Linked DNA regions of Ovis aries: region 1 is linked to region 2. Evidence: chromatin contacts called from public Hi-C data. All regions are on one chromosome and are shown on one strand. The core of a region is the stretch at or near the end of the contact, and the rest is flanking DNA. Distances in the headings are between cores, read along the strand shown.

Evidence for each region. A called contact is a pair of places that touch in the nucleus more often than the background predicts.
Region 1: a Hi-C map of hypothalamus shows a contact between it and region 2, with 3 times the contacts expected there. The contact joins the promoter of DNAH5 here to the enhancer-like site in region 2. A contact is called at or near these places in 7 of 16 Hi-C or Micro-C datasets (blood, hypothalamus, liver and 3 more).

What each region holds. Positions count from the first base shown.
Region 1 is chr16:59,309,143-59,313,400 of ARS-UI_Ramb_v3.0, forward strand. It overlaps DNAH5 (dynein axonemal heavy chain 5), which reads left to right and starts at 2,880. Exons shown (of 78, transcript XM_060400272.1): 1 at 2,880-3,050. The coding sequence starts at 3,039.
Region 2 is chr16:59,033,817-59,038,488 of ARS-UI_Ramb_v3.0, forward strand. It overlaps TRIO (trio Rho guanine nucleotide exchange factor), which reads right to left. Exons shown (of 57, transcript XM_060400268.1): 2 at 1,110-1,184. Among named protein-coding and RNA genes, the nearest start is that of TRIO, 120 kb to the right of the region's middle. Within about 2 kb of position 2,040, at least 32 of the 54 cell types and tissues checked have an H3K27ac peak or open chromatin away from gene starts, as enhancers often do. A contact at or near this core is called in hypothalamus and liver, where this site is marked.

The sequences.
Region 1 (4,258 bases), core at 1,630-4,129, 280 kb after region 2:
ATCTGCCTACAATGTGAGAGACCTGGGTTCGATCCCTGGGTTGGGAAGAGCCTCTGAAGAAGAGAACGGCTACCCACTCCAATTCCATGGACAGAAGAGCTTGGTGAGCTACAGTCCATGAGACCACTGAGCGACTACCACCGCCACCACTGCTGCTACCATGAACACATGCAATTTTCTTCTTTCCATGGAGGTTCGGAGCGGGTCTTCCTAGAGTTTACAGCCTGGGAAACAGTGTCAGACTGTATTTTGGGGGGCTCCAAAATCACTGTGGATGGTGATTGCAGCCATGAAATTGAAAGACGCTTACTCCTGGAAAGGAAAGTTATGACCAACCTAGACAGCATATTAAAAAGCAGAGACATTACTTTGCCAACAAATGTCCGTCTAGTCAAGGCTATGGTTTTTCCAGTGGTCATGTATGGATGTGAGAGTTGGACTGTGAAGAAAGCTGAGTGCCAAAGAATTGATGCTTTTGAACTGTGGTGTTGGAGAAGACTCTTGAGAGCCCCATGAACTGCAAGGAGATCCAAGCAGTCTGTCCTAAAGGAGGTCAGTCCTGGGTGTTCATTGGAAGGACTGATGCTGAAGGTGAAACTCCAGTACTTTGGCCACCTGATGCGAAGAGTTGACTCATTGGAAAAGACCCTGATGCTGGGAGGGACTGGGGGCAGGAGGAGAAGGGGATGACAGAGGATGAAATGGCTGGATGGCATCACCGACTTGATGGACATGAGTTTGGGTGAACTCCTGGAGTTGGTGATGGACAGGGAGGCCGGGAGTGCTGCAATTCATGGGGTCGCGAAGTCGGACATGACCGAGCGACTGAACTGAATTGAACTGAGAGCTGAACTATTTAATACAGTAGCCACCAGTTACATTAGCTAGTGAGCATTGGAAATGAGACTGGTCTGATTTGAAACATACTGTTTGTGTAAAAGTGAAAGTGTTAGTCGATCTGTCATGTCCGACTCTTTGAGATTCCCCTGGACTGTAGCCCGTCAGGCTCTTCTGTCCATGGAATTCTCCAGACAAGAATACTGCAGTGGGTTGCCATTCCCTTCTTCAGGGGATCTTTCTGACCCAGGGATTGAACCTGGGTCTCCTGCATTGCAGGCAGATTTTTTACATCTGAGTCACTGGGGAAGCTCCAATGTTTGTGTAAAATACACGTAAAAATTTGAGAATGGGGGTTTCTCTGGTAGTCCAATGATTAAGAATCCACCTGGCAATGCACGGGACACCAGTTCAATCCCTGATCTGGGAAGATCCCACATGCAGTTGGGCAACAAAGCCCTTGCACCACAAGTACTGAGGCCATGAGCTGCAGCTATTGAAGTTCAAACACCCTAAAGACTATGCTCTGAAACAAGAGAAGCCACTGTGATGAGGAGCCTGAGCACCACAACCAGAGTAACCTCAGCTCTTCACAACTAGTGAAAGAGCAACCAAGATCCGGTGCAGCCAATTAAAAATAAATTGAGGCTATAGTATGATAAAAAGAATGTAAAATATCTCATGAATAACTTATGCTGATAATATGTTGAAATATTTTGGATGTTATTGTTGAGTTGCTAAGTTGTGTCCAACCCTTTGTGACACCATGGACTGTAGCATGCCAGGATCCTTTATCTTTCACCATCTCCTAGAGTTTGCTCAAATTCATGTCCATTGAGTCAGTGATGCCGTTGCAGAGAGAAGTCAATCCTGAGATCTTGTTGATACTGTTTGACTTGCTTTCCATTGGTTTTGTTATTATTATCATACACAAGGGCCTGCCTCAGAGAATCCTGCCCCTCTGCCTGTTCAAGTACCTTTTTTCAGAACCCTGTCCACCTGTAGATGGCAGGAGAGAAGAAATTAACACATCCTCCTGCCTGAAGCTTGCCATTCTAGGAGACACTTGTAAGATTAAAAGGTCTTTTTATTTTGTTTCCTTACCTCCTCTCCCCTATCTCTGAACCATAAAAGAATGGGCAGGCAGACCCCAGTAAAACGAATTTTTGAGGTGTTAGTCTGCCATCTTCTTTGTCAGCTGTCAGTGGATGGGCTGTCTGAAGAGTCATATTCCTTGCCTCAACAACTCCTCTCTTGGATTCAGTGGCCTCTGTATTGGCCTCTGTGTGGTCAGCAGAGCAAAGCTGGACTCGGTAACAATACTATGGGGTAAATATTACTAAAATAATTTCACCTGATTCCTTTTACTTTTAAAAGCATGGCTCCTAGAGGTATAAGCTGACACATGTGGCAGACATTTCTAATGGGCAGTCCTAGCCCCAAGGATTGAGGACGGTTTGCAGAGATGGAGATATTTTTATTCTTCTTTGTGAAGTCTTTTAGGGCAAAATTCTTGGAAACTTCATACATGTCAGTACAGGTGTTGTTCTGACAGGCAGACAGCATTTACCAAATTATCTTAGTCACCTCCAGGTTACACATTTCCAGAAAATTCATTACCTAGGCTAAAGAATCAGCTGTGAAGGTACCCGACAAGGAAGCAACAAGGAACCACAGTACACGCAAGGCTGTGGGAAGCTGTGGGAATTAAAATGGAAACATACTAAGTCTCCTTTTGAATTCATTTTTTCCTGAAGCTAGAACCATAGAAAACTCAGTAGAGAAATTCCAAATGAGTAGACTTGGCTGATGCCAGAAGTAACCTTCGGATGAGAGCCAACAGAAACTTGATGGAAAGCAGCCAAAACGCGGCATCTGGGGCTCGGAAGCCGAAAACTCTGAATTTCTTCTCTGCTGGGACCGGTGGCGAGAGCGCTGCAAGAAGAGCGCTCCTTCGACTTCCCGAGGAGCACCGGGGACGGGAGGAGGGCCCTTAGTCCAGGCGGAGCAAAGCTCGTCGCCATGGCAACCACGTGAGCCACAAACAACCAGCCTAGCCTAGCAAGAAGCAACCGGAGCAGACGCCTAGGAACGGCGCGAGCTGGGGACAGCGGTGGGAGGGGTGGGCAACAGAGCCCAGCACCAGTCGGCTGGGCCCCCACCCGTGGCGTGTCCTCCCCGGAGCACCGAAACGCAGCGCCATGGACAAGCTGGTACTGTGCACAGTCCCTCCGCGCGGCTCCCACGCCCCCGCCCCGCCCCCGCCACGGCGCATGCGCGACCTCGGAGATGCTGGATGCTGGGGACTCCCTGGAGTCCACGCGGTCACGGGGAAGGGGCGCGCGGGCGGGCTCAATTCCCTGCTTCACATTCAGGCCGGGTGGCCTGAAGACGCTTTCATGAGCTTGTGGGGCTAGAGTTGCTGGTCTCTGAGTTTTGCTTGTTTCCCTCAGGAGGTGGTGGTGGTCGATCATGTCCAGCAGAGCGCGCGTAAAGAGCAGAAGCGCAGGTTCAGGGACCGCCTTTCTCATTTTATCACCAACTTGCTGCGGAAAGGCCGCCCGTGGACCCAAGCAACCCATTGACCCAGAGCGAGCATCAGATATATCCAGGCGTGGCGGAGGCCGCTTTTGTGTGAAGTTTGTTGGCTGTTACTAGCTCTCGTTAGCCCTTGGGTTTGGACAAAAGCAAATGTTTAGTTCCCTTGGAGAGAGGGAGCCGGACGGTGTGCAAGGAAGCCCTGTTGGGTGGTTTCCTGATGTCTTGTAATTTCCCCTCAGTGCAGGGCAGGGGAGAGGGGGCTGGAAAGGAATTCTGCGCGTTTAAATCAGGTTTCACTCCATTTGGCTTTGCTCTCTTAAATGAGATTTATAGGATGAAAAAAAAATTCACCTACTTGTTTTTGCCTTTGTCTTCAAAAGGGATTCCTGCTCTTTGGAACTCAGGGAACGTCTAGGAGACTATAAAGCCTTTTCTGCAAACAAGAAACAGGGCACAGGGAGGGGTTTTTGTACCCAGGAGGGCCTCAGAGGGTCGCGATCAGTTTCAATATGGATTTCTGTGGTTACAGTATACATTTTTTCATTTACACTAGCTATAGCTATGTTGGGCTTCCCTGGTGGCTCAGATGGTAAAGAATCTGCCTGCAATGCAGGAGAGGTGGTTTTCATCCCTGGGTGGGGAAAATCCCCCGGAGAAGGGAATGGCTACCCACTTCAGTATTCTTGCCTCCATGTACAGGGGAGCCTGGCAGGCTATAGTCCATAGGGTGGCAAAGAGTTGACACTATTGAATGACTTTTACTAATACTGCTATAGCTATATTACTATAGGAATATAGTATGCTAATCAATAAAATGTGCATCCTGTCATTTAATAAACATAAATTTAATACTGATTTAATTAAGAGCAATGTGTACAGT
Region 2 (4,672 bases), core at 790-3,289:
CACACGCTTAAAGGACACACAGAACATATCAAAGCAGCTAGCTGTGTTACAAATTTTAAATAAAATGTGTTCAAGAGGAGACATCAGATCAGTAGCGTGTGCCTGTTGAGAAAGATAAAAATTTATCAAGGGAAACACATCCAGAAAGACTGTCTAAAAGCACGTGACAATCTACAGATTTATTTGATACTTCCTGCTCAAACACAGCAGAAAACTCCTGCAAACCTCTCTTTTCTAGCAAGTGAGTTGGTGCTTGTCATTGTTCAGTCACTCATTTGTGTCCGATTCTTTGTGACCCCACGGACTGCAGCACACCAGGCTTTCCTGTCCACCATCTCCTGGAGCTTGCTCAAACTCATATCCATTGAGTCAGCAATGCCATCCAACCATCTCATCTACTGTCGTCCCCTTCTTCTCCTGCCTTCAATCTTTCCAAGCCTCAGGGTCTTTTCCCAAAGAGTGGGCTCTTCGCATCAGGTGGCCAAAGTATTAGAAAAAGGTATAATACCCAACGACTGTTCTGTGCAGGTAGGAGGGAGCCTCTGGGCAGACGGCCCAAAAGCAGACCCTCTACGTGCAGAGGAAGGGCAGGTGAGTGCCCCAGAGCCTGGCACACTAATCCAGAGTCTGTCTTCACACTGCAGGAGGGCCAGGAGCCCCCAAAACCAAGGTCTACTGTTCAGTAGGGGACCACTGGCAGGGAACACAAGGGCTTTCCTGGAATTCCAGGACCGGGAAGAAAGGCGGGAATTCTGGACACCTCTAGATCTGGTCACATTCCCACCACCTTCGCTGAGATGATAGACCTTAAAAAATCAGTTCTTTTACTTAACTGACTGGGGAAGGTAGTCAAAATGTGAATGACAGACACGAACGTGTCATAATCACCAACGCTATCTGACCAACAATGTGCCTGCCAGCTAGAAGAAAATGCTTTGGGCACCAAATTCTTAGGCCAACGCTACAAGAATAGAGCAGTTAAAAATCCACTGAAATGCCAATGCTGTTATGTTATGATGGGTGAGTTAGCTTATAGTTTAGTATTTTGGACTCTGACATTGTATCAAGGTACAAGGAACAATAAAGCAGATTAGAAAGTTAAACTTTACCTGAAAGGTATGCAACTTTTTCCTTTAAAATTGGCAAAACATCCATAGCTTTCATTTCATCGTTTTTTCGAAACCCTGAAAGACAAAGGAGAAAATATAATGACTGGGTTGCTTGAGTGTCATTTAATTTCTGAACCACCCTTATCTCCAATGCCAACACAGCTGCTTTCTTTACACCCATGAAGTTAACTTTTTATTCTGTGAAGGAAAGTCTCTGATCCTTCTCCTTTAATGAGGAAGAGCAACTTGCAGACGCAGACCCAGAGGCTCCCAGACCAAGCAGGCTCTTTAGGTCATTTCCAGCCTTAAATAAAGAATCAGTCCCCGAAAGACTAGATGTGAGAGTAGTCCAGATTGTTTCACAAATCTTCCCCTTGTAATGCCATGATTAACATAAACACTAGCAAAGAAAGTAGCAACATTGTTTTTAAAAAACAACTATGAGTCATGGCACGCTAAATCCTCTAGGGGGAGCTCAAAGCCACATCCTATCTGTGAATCTGGTTAAAAATAAAAGTGGCAGGGAGGAGAGCAGGGATTATAAATAGCTGGGGACCGGCCACGGCTCCCTCTCGGCTCTGTCCTTCCGGGTTTTCTGGGTCATGCCCCCCTGGAGGAACGTCACTGGCCAATGTGGCAAGATGGTCTGGTGTCACCTGCCTCACAGGGTGACACCAGGCCCCTCTTCTCACATCAAACCAACTCTCCCCACGCCCCCAACGTCGGCGAAGGCCAAGTGGAAATACTCTGGCCAGGAAGCACAGTTTAGGACAAGCCAATGTCCATCTAAGCCAAGGGAAGCCTGGCAGCCCCAACATGCCTGGCCGAAACTCGCCAGGGTGGCTGCCCACACGGGAGTTTGGGGTCAAGATGTTCACACGTGTAATAATGTCTCGGGATTTTACTCTTGGAGGTCTCTACAGGGGTCGTCTGGGTTCAAGATATTGGCTATTCTCATCAAAGCAGTGACTGTGGGAGGTTCAAGAGGGAGAGGACATACACCTAATGCCGATTCACGTTGGCTGACTTACGGCAGAGACCACCATAATACTGAGGAGCAACTATCCTACGGTTAAAGATAAATAAACTTACATCTAAAAAAAAATTTTTTTTAACCCAGTAATTGTCATTCATGGCAGAGGAATCTCTTGAAAAAAATTAAAGACTACTGCCCCAACCCTATCTTCCTGTCTGTTTTTGTCAAAACTGTACAAGGAATGGATCCACACTGTGAGCTGGTAATAGCCAATGGAAGGCACAGACCTGAAGGCCGAGAGAGAAAAAACGCTCTCGGTAAGTGATCAGAGTTTCCATGTCTCATGTGCCTGAGGGGTTCCTACAGACCAGCCCTGCCACAGGGCTGAAACCTGTAAAAATCGCCTGTCTCAAGGCACAGACAGGAGAGGGATCAAAAGCAGGAAAGAGGAAGTCCCTTTGTAAGGACTTCAGGGCAGGGCCCGGCCTAAGCCACTTGGAGCTGCTGAAACAAGTCAGGACACAGCTCAGGGCGACCTCGGGAGCTCCAACCAAGAGGGCGAAACCGTGAGCAGCAGAAGGGGAGCCTCAAAGTGTGTGGATAAACTTGGCCCAAACCTCTGAGTCTGCAGGTTTAGGGCAAGCTCCCTGCAGCCTCGGCTCCCAGCTCAGGATAAGGACCAGGACCTGACTCGAGGCTGGAGTCCAGCCTACTGAAACAAGCATACAAACAGCAACCACACCGGCCCCTTTGGGAGAACAGGATCTAGTCTCTACAACATATCATTCCCAGAAGCAAAGATTGCATAGATCAGTAACAACCCTGTCCACAGAATACCCATGTAGGAAGAACCCAGTTTAACAGGATGCAACTAGTCGCAAAGAGTCCGACCCAACTCAGCAACTCAACAGCAACAAAATCATGGAAGTTGAAATGTCCAAGGGCTTAGCACACTACCCAGCTGGCTGAGAAAGGGCTCTCTCGACACAGAACCCAGGCCTCCACATCGCCAGCCTCTTTTGCTTTCCAGTATACTCCGCCTTGCGCTGGCAACCCACCAAGCTTTTAAAACAGGGGCTATTTATAAAAGGCAAGACAGGAGCCAAGCGGTCTGCAATTTCATCCTTAAGCTTCCTTCAAAAACCCTTGAATGGACGCAATGTCGTCTCAGAAGTTCATTGCCCGTCATTGGGTGGTTCACTGTGTGTCCACAAAGACTGAGGACATCCCAGTTGCAGCTGATATGAACATGGATGGCAGCGGGGGAGGCAAATACAAAGAGGAATCGGGCACCACGGCAGCCTTCTTGGAGACGAGCTCATAAGTACCTGGAGGGCAGGGTGTGGGATGGAAAGTTCTGTAAGCTGCACGTGGCACCCACGTGGCAAGGAGGAGCAGATCAGATGACAGGATGCTCAGAGGGAGCAAGCCGTAGCTGCGGATCCTCACCCACGGGGATTTGAAAAGAGGATCCCCTTCCACCGCCACCAGATAAGAAAACGCTGCTTCCGGCCGTTCCCTCAACAGCCTGTGCCCGCAGGCGCCCCGGCCAGGGCAGGGCGGAGCCTTCAGGGAGATGCCACCTCCACGGCTGTCCTGGACTCCACACCACAGCAGCAGGCACTGCCTATCACACAACCCTCAGCAAGAGGAAGGTCCCGATTCCTGGGCAGGGACCCCAGGAGAGGCCGGCATCCTTGACAATTCCCGCCAACTCTGGGCTACACTATTTATTAACGACCTTGATGGCAAGAATGATGCTAATTAGAACTGGCATGTTCCTGACCGCCCCACAGGAAGACGATCGTACTGATAGGAAAACGAAGTGGAGGAAACGAGACAGCCTTCACCTGCCATGCCCCACTGTAAGCCACAGACTGACTCCTGTGGGTCCTCAGTGTCTTCAGAGTAGCTACTCTAGCCAACCAGTTCCTGAATCGCCTCCCTAGATTAAGTAAGATTCACCGTTTTTCCAGAAGAAGAAAGACACGTGAGTCAAGGGCTAAACTGGTGTGGAAATGCATTTAACTTTTATCATGACATCTGTACATGTCCCAACATAGACTAGAATGTAAATTCTAAATAGTTTCACTGCAATATTTTTGTTGAATATGCCACAGAAGAAGAAATGTTACTGTTATTAAAATTGACAATGAAAACATCTAAAACAGAAAAGAGAAAAACGAAACAAAACAAAAAAGAGAACCATAAAACTAACCACACAAAGACACCGAGTTTGTGGCTATTATTAGGCGGTCACCTAAGCATCATGTTTAACCCGGTTTCCATTTTTAAAAACAGGCAAAAGACGGAGGCAGCCTGTACACACACTGAAGCCAGATTAAATATATCATGTAACTTTCAATGAAAAGCAGGAAGAACTCAGCCATGAAGCATCCTCAGATCAAAAGGCAGATTCAGTTCCAGGCCCTGAAGAGCTATTTATGAAAATGGAGTGCATGACTACAAAAAACTTACAAATAAATGCCTTCTGGGTTATTCCAGTGATTCCAGACTACACTACAGATAGGATAACTCCTACTGCCTGGCTTCCTGATGCATAAAAGGACCAAGCTGTGGCTCTTAA